2 separate regions of the Danio rerio genome follow, and region 2 is linked to region 1. A link is a contact called in public Hi-C data. All regions are on one chromosome and are shown on one strand. The core of a region is the stretch at or near the end of the contact, and the rest is flanking DNA. Distances in the headings are between cores, read along the strand shown.

Region 1 (5,329 bases), core at 1,920-4,419:
TCTTACGAGTGCCTGAAAAATGCAACACCATTACCTCATGAGTTCCTCAAAAATGCACCATCGTTACTTCACAAGTTCCTCAAAAGTGCACCATCGCAACCTCACAAGTTCCTCAAAAATGCACCGTCGTAACGTCACGATTGCCTGAAAAATGCACCATTCTAATCTTACGAGTGCCTGAAAAATGCAACACCATAATCTCATGAGATCCTCAAAAATTCACCATCGTTACCTCACAAGCTCCTCAAAAATGCACCATCGCAACCTCACGAGTTCCTAAAAAATGCACCATTGTAATCTCACGATTGCCTGAAAAATGCACCATTTTAATTTTACGAGTGCCTGAAAAATCCAACACCATAACCTCACAAGTGCCTCAAAAATTGTATCTGACACCTGAAAAACAGAACGCCTTAATCTCAAGAGTGCTTGAAAAAATGGCCCACCATAAATCTAGAGTGCCTGAAAAATGCACCCCCATAATTTCAGATGTACTCATTCTGCTATATTGTGTACTATTCTGTGTTTCATTTGAACTATACACTCTAAATATGCTGTTTCAACCCAAAAATAGACAAACCCACCCTTTGGGTTGAAATTTTATGTAAAAATCTAGCACAGCAGTTGGTTTAATAATAAGTTTGAAAATGAGCAATAGATTCCTCAATAACCACTGATGACAAGAATAGCAACACATCCTTAATTCAGCATTGAGCCCCTCAAGCTTAAAATGAATAAAAAAGTTGGTATGGGGTAAAATGATTTTCATCAATGACCCAAAGAACACCTTTAACTTTGGTAATATTGCTATAAAATTATTTATGCTATTTGTTTAAACACTTGTTTAAAATGAGATGAAATAACCAACCCAGACTCATTCTGATTACGTACCCCATATACATTTCTGGGGAGAGCAAAATACGTACCAGGAGCTATGTTTTTTTTTTGCTGTTTTTGTTGTACACAGGTCGCTGTGTATGTTTATTTAGATCTCAAGTTTCTTTTGCGAGTGGAATTTGTGAGTGCTGTTCTTACGTAAATCCACAAAAGGCCACTTTTGAGAAACTCACAGCGTCATACTGCCTCGTAGCGTTTATTTGAAAGATGAAATGCAGCCGTGCGAAACTCTGGCTACAAAATTCATGATATCCCAAGACATACATGGGGCTACTTTTCAGAATGAGCCTGTGTTGGATATAACACAATTCTTGAGATTTATTCGGAATAACATACTTTTTTTATGTTCAATCAACTTAAATTTGATAAGTTATTTTAATGGCTTTGTGTCAGGACAGCATGAATGAATTGTGTGGAAATCTGCCTTTGATACAGTGGGCAGTCTGTTGTGACTTTTAGCCAGTTTGCTAATTATACATTAACCATCAGAGGGATCAAATGTTTTAGTAATGTTAGTTTGTGTAATACATAATTTGTTCTTTTATGTATTTATTTAAATGACTAAGTTATTTAATATTATTTAAATCTAATTTGTTAATAAAATCATTTTAAAATTTTCAGTGTTTTGAGAAATTTTTAGTGTATTTAGTGCCACAGCCATTTCACCCTGCAGCCCAAGACCGGTTACTCAATGAAGCTAAGCAGGGCTGAGCCTGGTCAGTACCTGTATGGGAGACCACATGGGAAAACTAGGTTGCTGTTGGAAGTGTTGTTAGAGTGGCCAGCACGGGGCACTCAACATCCGGTCTGTGTAAGTCCTAATGCCCCAGTAAAAGTGAAGGAGACACTTTACTGTCAGTGGGCAGTGGTTCATCTTTCGGATGAAACAATAAACCGAGGTCCTGACTCTCTGTGGTCATTAAAAATCCCATGACACTTCTCGTAAATAGTTGGGGTGTAACCCTGGTGTCCTGGCCAAACTTCCTCAATCGGACCTTACGAGCATGGCCTCCCAATCATCCCCATTAACCTTACTGGCTCTATCACTGTCCACCTAGCTGCTGTGTGGTGAGCGCACTGGCACTGTTTTCCTGTGGCTGCCGTCGCATCATCCAAGAAGACGCTGCACACTGGTGGTGGTGTGGACAGACCCCCCTCATGATTGTGAAGTGTGTATGGCCATACACAATAAATGTGTTCTATAAATACACATTACATTACATTGTGACCTACAGTATCCTCTGATTAACTATTTCAGAGGTTACTGTAGGTCAAAGTATACAAACTATGCGTCTAACTCTGACTCTACTTACAGACTATATGTAGAAACAAACACCAATTTTACAAGAAAACAGTCTTGTGAACAATTACAGTCTGCAGTTTCAAACTGTTGAAGGAATTTTATTTCTCGCATAGGCTGATTAGCGCGATTATGCATTCGCAATGGTATGAACCATAATTGGGGTGGTCAAATGTATATTTATTCATTAATTTCTTTTCGGGTTAGTCCTTTTATTAATTTGGGGTCGCCACAGCGGAATGAACTGCCAACTCATCCAGCATGTTATACACAGTGGATGCCCTTCCAGCCACAACCCATCACTGGAAAACACTCACACACACTCATTGACACTCATACAATTTAGACTACCCAATTCACCTGTCCCGCATGTCTTTGGACTTGTGGGGGAGACCGGAACACCCAAGGGAAAGTCAAGTGAAAGCAGAGAGAACATATAATCTGACCCAGCCGAGGCTCGAACCAGCGACCTTCTTGCTGTGAGGCGGCAGCACTACCTACTGTGCAACTGCATTGTGATGTATATTTATATTATCTATTATATTTATTATTAAAATTATTATTAAAAACACAGAACAGAGAGAACTATTTCTCAGTATTAGAGGACTGACTCCCCTTATTTATGTGGGTCAATCCTCCCCAAACCCCGCTGTAATTCCCACCCTGCTTATAGCCTTATTTCACTTTCTCTGTCACCTAAAAATTCTATCTCATGTCTACTCATTTTATACTTTACAATAGAGCCTGTATTATCATACCAGTGGCATAGATATTAAATCCAATGAAGCGAATCAAGCATAGAATGAGGCTTATTAAACTGCAAAAATCAACAAGCAGCTAGAGTCTCTTATGTTTTTGCACAAACTCAGCTCAACAGGCTTGGCGCCATCCTCATGCTAATGACTCATGTTCTGCCGTGCTGATTTTTCTTGCTAAACTTCCTTGCTCCTTCTGTCCCGAACCAGATCAGCTAAGTAGAGAAGAAGGGGGAGGTTTCTCTGAACCACAGGATGTGACACGGCCCACAGATTTCTCTCTGCCCCCTTCACATTTAGTCAATGAATGTTAAAATTGGGGAGTGCAGAGCCTCTCTAATGACCGTTAGTAACTTGTTTAGCAGATTGATAGGTATGTGTGGTTTCTCAGCCCAAACTGCAGAGTTTGTGCGACAAAAATGACAACTTCGCAACCATTTTGGAATGAAGTTGAGTGGAAATGCAAAGTCCTCAAACCTTGATCTTCAATCTTGATGTTCAATCTTCAATCAATTGCTCCCATCCAAGTCCAACAACGACAACCATTAAGAAAAACACAGCACTGGAGCAGCAGCTTTTACTAGAATCCCCCCTGAGAGAGACCACAGACAGAGCGACACAAGAGTATTTCCTCTCTCCAGCAGACACAAAGACAAAGCCGTTTCTGACCTTTTACAAGCCACAAGCACCAATCAATTGACCTTTAGCAGCACACTAGACATACACAAGATAAATGCAAAGCGCTAACATTTCTATTGAGACAGAACGAAGAGAATAGAGTTATCAGTTTCAGTTGTTGATCTGTTTTTGCTTCAATGATTATACACTTATTATTAGGTGTCCATTTATGCTGTGTATATACTACTGTGGTATTCATAAATGGACCTATCGGGGCTACTCATCAGATGTTATGCACTTATAGATTGTCATTGAGATCAAAATAGGGACTGTAATATTGTAATGGACAAAAGCATTACATGTGAATGTCAGAGTCTATGTCATTTCTGTTCAGGATCAGTGAGTCACAGAGAGCAAAGATCAATACGAGTATTGAGAGGACTCATCATTTTATAGTGTCCAGAAATGGAAAAAAATCAATGTTGAAGCTTTTGTTTAGACTTGTTTCTGGCACTGAGAATGAGCAGAATAGCTCTTTGTGTGTGTTTTTTATTTGTTTGTCTAGAATCTTCTTTGTGGAGACAGGATCAAATCCTATTTTGAATGTGTTTTTATCGTAGCAAACCTAGTAAAATGAGATTTTGAAGGGTATAACAAGAAAATTCAAATAAAATTTAAATGAAAGTTAAAATTTCAAACATGTACAAGCACCGTTTGCCTTCAGAATGACTTAATTTTATTTATTTATTTATTTATTTAATAAATTTTTTTTTGGAATACAGTAGATTCATTTACCTGCTCCGTAAATTGATAGACTGTGGTGCACAGTTTCTGCAGATTGCTCAGCTCCATTAGAGAATAGTGAATTGTCATGTTAAAGAAAGAAGTTTGAGATGATTCTAACTTTGTGACACAGTGTGTCCATTAAACTCTCACCTCTGGCATTAAAACACTATTTTTGTTCACAGAATTGGATGGGTTGACCTGGATATTTTCAGTCTTTGAAACTGGACCAATCTCTGTAAACCTTTTAGATGTTTTCGGTGGTGGAAAGAGTACTGAAAAATCATATTTCATTAAAAGTACCGTTACTTGCCTAAAAATGTAGTGCAAGTAGAATATCTGTTGTGAATATTACTCAAAGCATGAGTAAAAACTAGACTTTTCAAAGGTACTCAGTTGTGAGTTGAGTTGCGAGTAGTGAGTTTTACGCTGTAAAAAACTGATGCATTTACATGTAATCTGTGGATGTGTGTAAACGCCTGCTGGGCATTAGTAAAATAGGCACACAACATCATAAGATGTTAATATTAGGATAGATTTAAATTGTGTCGACAGGTGACCAAAACTCAATGTCTAGCCAGTGTCTAGGGGTTTAGATTGTGTTAGAAAGTGACCAAAATCCAACGTCAAGTCATTTTGACGTAAATGATGACATCTACTCACCAGTTATGGCAAACAAAATCCAACGTCTGAAAGATGTCCTAGTTGTAATGTCCACACAACTCAAGCTGTAACATCATTAGACGTTGATATTTGGTTGATTTTAGGTTGGACGTTGGACATTGTGTCAGCCTGATGTTGGGTTCTGACATCAACCTGATTTTCATTTCCAATCAAAATGCAATGTCCCCACGACGCTGTACAATGTCAATCTGATGTCATGTGGACGTCTTGTTGCTGCTGGGTGTATCGGACATTTCGGTTATCATACAGTAAACATCTGTCTTCTTTTCATCAGTGACATGCATATGAAAAT
Region 2 (5,802 bases), core at 2,535-5,034, 220 kb before region 1:
TAACCTTACGTTACAAAGATTACAGTACCAACAAACATATTACATTTCTTCAGCACCAACTGAAAACTAATAATGATTGCAAAAGAATCACTGGAAAAATAATTTTTGAAATATTAAAATTGTTCAAATACAGGCAGTCAAGGTGAGTCATTTAATGATGACCTTACATACTCTGAAGAGTACAGTAAAAAAATAAAATAAAATTATATTAAGAAATTCCGAAGAAACAATGAAGTTCTGATTGTTTTGGCACTGAAAAATGTTTAATATGCTGGAGGATGATCAAGAAGCACCACACTCACCATCTGCAGAACCTCCTCCAGACAGATCTGATTATCACCAGGATCCTCTTGCGTTAGTGTTCTATCAAAAGAAAAAAAGAGAGAATGTTTTCACAAACCAAGCCACTGACTGAATTTCAGTAATGGTAAACATTATTGGCACACTTAGCAAGCATGAGCAAAAAAGCTGTGAAAAAAAATGCATTGTTTTTTTTTTTTTGATGTTCCATTGAGAAAATTCTGAAAAAAAAATTGAAACAGCTGGAATAATAAAGAAGTATCATTATGAAATATATTTTCTTCAGTGTACACTGGCCACAATTATTGGTACAACTGGAAACTGTATAAGAGTCCAGCATTTGAGGAAACGCAAGTGCCAAATTCTAAGCATTATCCACCACAATGAGTAAAACTAAAGAATATTGTACAGTTCTGGTTTGGAGAAGATATTTGGTAAGCCTTACATAACAATAATGAACCAATAAACTAAAAAAAAGTTACAGATCTACCTGGAAGACAGTGTGTGTCCATATTGTGTAAATGTACAACAAGGATTATAGTTTGAGAGGCAAAGACGATCACAGCTGGAATTTGCAAAAAAAAATTATTTGATTTGTTTGACTCCAGCATATTTCACTACCAGGCAGTGCTGGACTGGCATGTGTGTATACTGTTGAATCTTTAATGTTATAGGTCTATTTTTGTCTGCTGCATAGACTTTTTCTTTCTGCACATTTTTTAAAAATGATATCAATATCTAAATATAATCAAATGCCAACAGAAAAATATCTTAGAAATGGCGAACTTCCATCAGAACAATAAATCAAAACAAACATCAAAATCAACACAAATACAGTCTTTATTTTAAAGATATACTAAAATTAGATAAAATAACATAGAATTTGTGTGACAAGGACACCATAAAACAAAGTGTTACCCAAATATATATTAAAAAGTAAAGTTCTATCCTGGTCCCCCTGAAATCTATAGAATTTTCTGTATGAATGACGGTCTCTGATCTCTTTCCAGATTTTCAGGGTTTTCTTTTATCAGCTATTATAGGAAAATACATGGAGCAGTTATCTTAAAAAATGGAGATTGCAAAAAGTATTGAACAACAATTATAGCTAATGTGCAGTAGGGCTGATATTTTCAAATGTTTTTTGAAAATGGTTACATATTTATGAATTTCTTTAATAAAAGATTAAATAAGCATGGAATTATTTTCAGCTCTCCTTCTTTAAATTTCACAAGAGCACCATTAATTTTTTAAATTAATTAATTAATTTTGTTTTCATAATGGCATACAAAAAAAAAACTTTATCAACCAAAACAAAACAAAGCAAAACAAGATCATTTCAACATACTCAATAAAATGTTATTTATTTATTTATTTATTTATTTTCTTGCCAGCTTAGTCCCTTTATTAATCCGGGGTCACCACAGCGGAATGAACCGCCAACTTATTCAGCACATTTTTTACGCAATGCCCTTCCAGCCGCAACCCATCTCTGAGAAACATCCATACACTCCTTCATGCACACACTCATACACTACGGAAAGTTTAGCCTACCCAGTTCGACTGTACCGCATGTCTTTGGACTGTGGGGGAAACTGGAGCACCCAGAGGAAACCTACGCCATCGCAGGGAGAACATGCAAACTCCACACAGAAACGCCAACTGAGCTGAGCTGAGATTCGAACCAGCGACCTTCTTGCTGTGAGGTGACAGCACTACCTACTGCGCCACTGCATCGCCCTTATTTATTTATTTATTTATTTATTTATTTATTTATTTATTTATTTATTTATCTATCTATCTATCAGTATTTGTCTAAACTTACTTAAAACCCAACATGTGGTAATCTATCAGGGTACAGGCAGTATCTACTTGCCGTATAATGTTGGCAGCAGCCTTTCTTTCTTGGGTCAGAAGTTCAGGATCGTGCATCACCTCCTCCAGGAAGCTGATTACCTTCATCTTGAGCTCAGTGTTGGTTTCAAAGTCCTGCACACACAATACACAGGTTCAGATACACAAATGCAAGGCAAAAAACTTTTAAAGTGGACCTATCATGCTATGAAAGAAGTGGGCCAGAGCAAAGTTGGGTTGGGCTTGAGCAGCGGTATATGCAAGCTGTGTGAGTGCTAAGAGTGTCTGAGCACGACATTAGGAATTTATAATATCAATGTTTTTAATATGTCTACCCCTAGTATATAATAATTCGTTCATTCCTACATTCATTTTCTTGTCGGCTTAGTCCCTTTATTAATCTGGGGTCGCCACAGCGGAATGAACCGCCAACTTATCCAGCATGTTTTTACACAGAGGATGCCCTTCCAGCCACAAACCATCTCTGGGAATAATCCACACACACTCATTCACACACACACACACACAGACACACACACACAGACACACACACACACACACACACACACACACACACACACACTCATACACTACGGACAATTTAGCCTCCCCAATTCACCTGTACTGCATGTCTTTGGACTGCAGGGGAAACCGGAGCACCCGGAGGAAACCCACACGAATGCAGGGAGAACATGCAAACTCCACACAGAAACGGCAACTGAACCAGCTGAGGCTCGACCCAGCAACCTCCTTGCTGTGAGGCGACAGCACTAGGTACAGCATTACTGCATCGACCGTATATAATAATCTTAACCCTAATATTAGTAAATATAAGAGTTAGGGTTATTAGGTTTAATATTAGTGTTGTTGGGGTTCACTTCAGATTCTAGAAAGTATTTGACTGGTCAGAATTTTGACGAGAAGCCGAAGTGAACAGCGATTATTGGTCCATTTGGAGGAAATGAGAAACTACTTTTTTAGTCGTGTTCTGGAATTTTTGCTTTTATTATGACAGGACAATATATACTGAAGGAAAGCCTAGTTGGAGATTAAAAAGGTGATTTGATTGGAAAAGGTCTGGAAGCTTCATGGTCGTGCTAAATGTCACTGCTATTGGTGGTGAAAATGCAATATTTGAATGCTTGTATTTTCTAAATATTAAATTTGTCATTATTTTAAAGCCCGTTAGTTAAACTTACTGACAAAGTAAGTTATAAGACTTGTCTATTGTTACTATCACTCAGAAAACATTTTATTTCAGTTTGAAGTCAAATAAAAAATACATATTGTATAAAAATAGATATTAGAAGTATACAAAAGTGTTGAATTTGGACCCAGAAACAGTTGTTTCTGTTTAGTCAAGTCTTGTGTTAGTATATGATTTTACACTGTACTCAATCTCACCTGTGAGTGTTTGGACACCCAGTGCCTGAGGACATTGAGGACTCTGTTAGTTGCTGCTCGGCGAATCACAAACTCCTTATCTCCGTTCCTCTGATCCGTAGGGAACCCTGATAGCCAATCAAAATTCACACTGATTTCATTTCTGCCAGGCAACAAATACCCACAGCCTATGGGAGTTTGAAACAGCTTGCTGAATCTTACCTGTGCTTGCCAAAGACATGCGGCGGTACTTCTCCTTGGTTGGCGTGCCCTCGTTGGCACCTGCAGTGGCGATGGCGAAGGCAGAAGCGGCAGACAAGGCGCTACGGTTGTTATCCAGCTCCCGGCAGGATGACATCACCATGCCATTATTGTAAGAGAACAGAGAGAATTCTGCTCAAAGAGAAAAACAAGCAGAACAAACATGCTAAATGAACATTTGGTGTGTACACTGTACAGAATTAAAGACTGTACTGCAAGGGAAATAACTATTATGATCATGAGGTTTTTAATAATCATTCCAAAACCAATATCTGAGTCCACACCATAACAGCTATGACACAGAAGAACAATATTGTTGTGATCACTTTTAAAATGGCCTTTTTTCCAGCTGAAGAATGATAAAAACATTGAAAGCCAATCAGAATCCATCTGGCTTTTAATAAGAGTAAGAACTTAAAGCAGCAGGCAGCATATCTGGAATGCACAAATATCATAAACAAAGTGATAATGTGAGCGGATTATGAATGCTAATAAACTAGTATAAGTCAGAATTATTAGCCCCCCTGAACTATTAGACACCCTGTTTATTTTTACCCCAATTTCTGTTTAACTGAGAAGATTTTTTCAACACATTTCTAGACATTATAGTTTCAATAACTCATTTTTAATAACTGATTTATCTTATCTTTGCCATGATGACAGTAAATAATATTTTACTTGATATTTTTTTAAGACATTTCTATAAAAAGTAACATTTAAAGGCTTAACTAAGTTAATTAGGTTAACTAGGCAGGTTAAGGTAATTAGGCAAGTTATTGTATAATGACAGTTTTTTAACTGGCCTAATAATTTTGCCTTTAAAAAGGTTTTAAAAAAAATTAAAAGCTGCTTTTATTCTAGCCAAAATACAACAAATAAGATTTTCTCCAGAAAAAAAAAAAAATATTATCAGACATACTGTGAAAATATCCTCGCTCTGTTAAACATCATTTGGGAAATATGTAAATATTCATTCATTCATTTATTTTCTTGTAGGCTTAGTCTCTTTATTAATCTGGGGTCGCCACAGCAGAATGAACCGCCAACTTATCCAGCAAGTTTTTAAGCAGCGGATGCCCTTCCAGCAGCAACCCATCTCTGGGAAACATCCACATACACATTCACACACACGCTTACTCAATTCACCTGTACCTGTGTTTGGACTGTGCACCCGAAGGAAACCCACACAAATGCAGGGAGAACATGATGTAAATATTAAAATATTTTTTTTTAAATAATTTTTAATAATTCTGATTTCAACTGTGTCTGAATAACCCTTTATACAGGTACTCCAAACGAAATATGAGATTTTATATCTTTTTCTTCAAGGGGTAAGACTGAAACTAGATATTCATGTACAAAAACAGCATATGTGTTTTGGTGCACTAAAATAAATTAATTTTAATGCAAGCAAATTTCACAATGTACATTGGCAATTAACAAATTTAGAAGTGAACATTTGAAAAAAAAAAAAAACGGTTCCAGTTTTAGCATTTTTATAAATAAAGTTTATTCATTCATTCATTCACTTTTCAGCTTAGTCTCTTTATTAATCGGGGGTCGCTACAGTGGAATGAACCAACAACTTATCCAGCATGTGTTTTACAAAGCGGATGCCCTTCCAGCTGCAACCCATCAATGGGGAAACATCCATACACTTTCATTCACACACGTACACTAGGGACAATTTTAGCATACCCAAATTCACCTATACCACGACTTTGGACTTGTGAGGGAAACTGGAGCCGAAACCCACGCGAACACGGGGAGAACATGCAAACCACAGAAATGCCAACTGCCCCACCTGAGGCTCGAACCAGCAACCTTCTTGCTGTGAGGCGATCGTGCTACCCACTGCACCACTGTGTCGTCTAAATACATTTAATTAAACTTTTTTTCTTAAAATTTTTAATTTACCCTCATAACATTTAAAAAATCTTTTACTCTTAAGTGTTTAAAATGTGCAGTATTCTTAAAACGTAATAAGTGCAACATACCTAAAAC

The links. A called contact is a pair of places that touch in the nucleus more often than the background predicts.
Region 2: a Hi-C map of embryo shows a contact between it and region 1, with 3 times the contacts expected there. The contact joins two enhancer-like sites. A contact is called at or near these places in 2 of 18 Hi-C or Micro-C datasets (caudal fin and embryo).

Annotation. Positions count from the first base shown.
Region 1 is chr18:27,618,246-27,623,574 of GRCz12tu, reverse strand. No RefSeq gene overlaps it. Among named protein-coding and RNA genes, the nearest start is that of dre-mir-184-1, 15 kb to the left of the region's middle. Within about 2 kb of position 3,169, at least 4 of the 62 cell types and tissues checked have an H3K27ac peak or open chromatin away from gene starts, as enhancers often do.
Region 2 is chr18:27,839,258-27,845,059 of GRCz12tu, reverse strand. It overlaps rasgrf1 (Ras protein specific guanine nucleotide releasing factor 1), which reads right to left. Exons shown (of 28, transcript XM_073930340.1): 17 at 3,760-3,930; 18 at 3,559-3,665; 19 at 2,177-2,289; 20 at 303-363. Among named protein-coding and RNA genes, the nearest start is that of ctsh, 13 kb to the left of the region's middle. Within about 2 kb of position 3,784, at least 3 of the 62 cell types and tissues checked have an H3K27ac peak or open chromatin away from gene starts, as enhancers often do.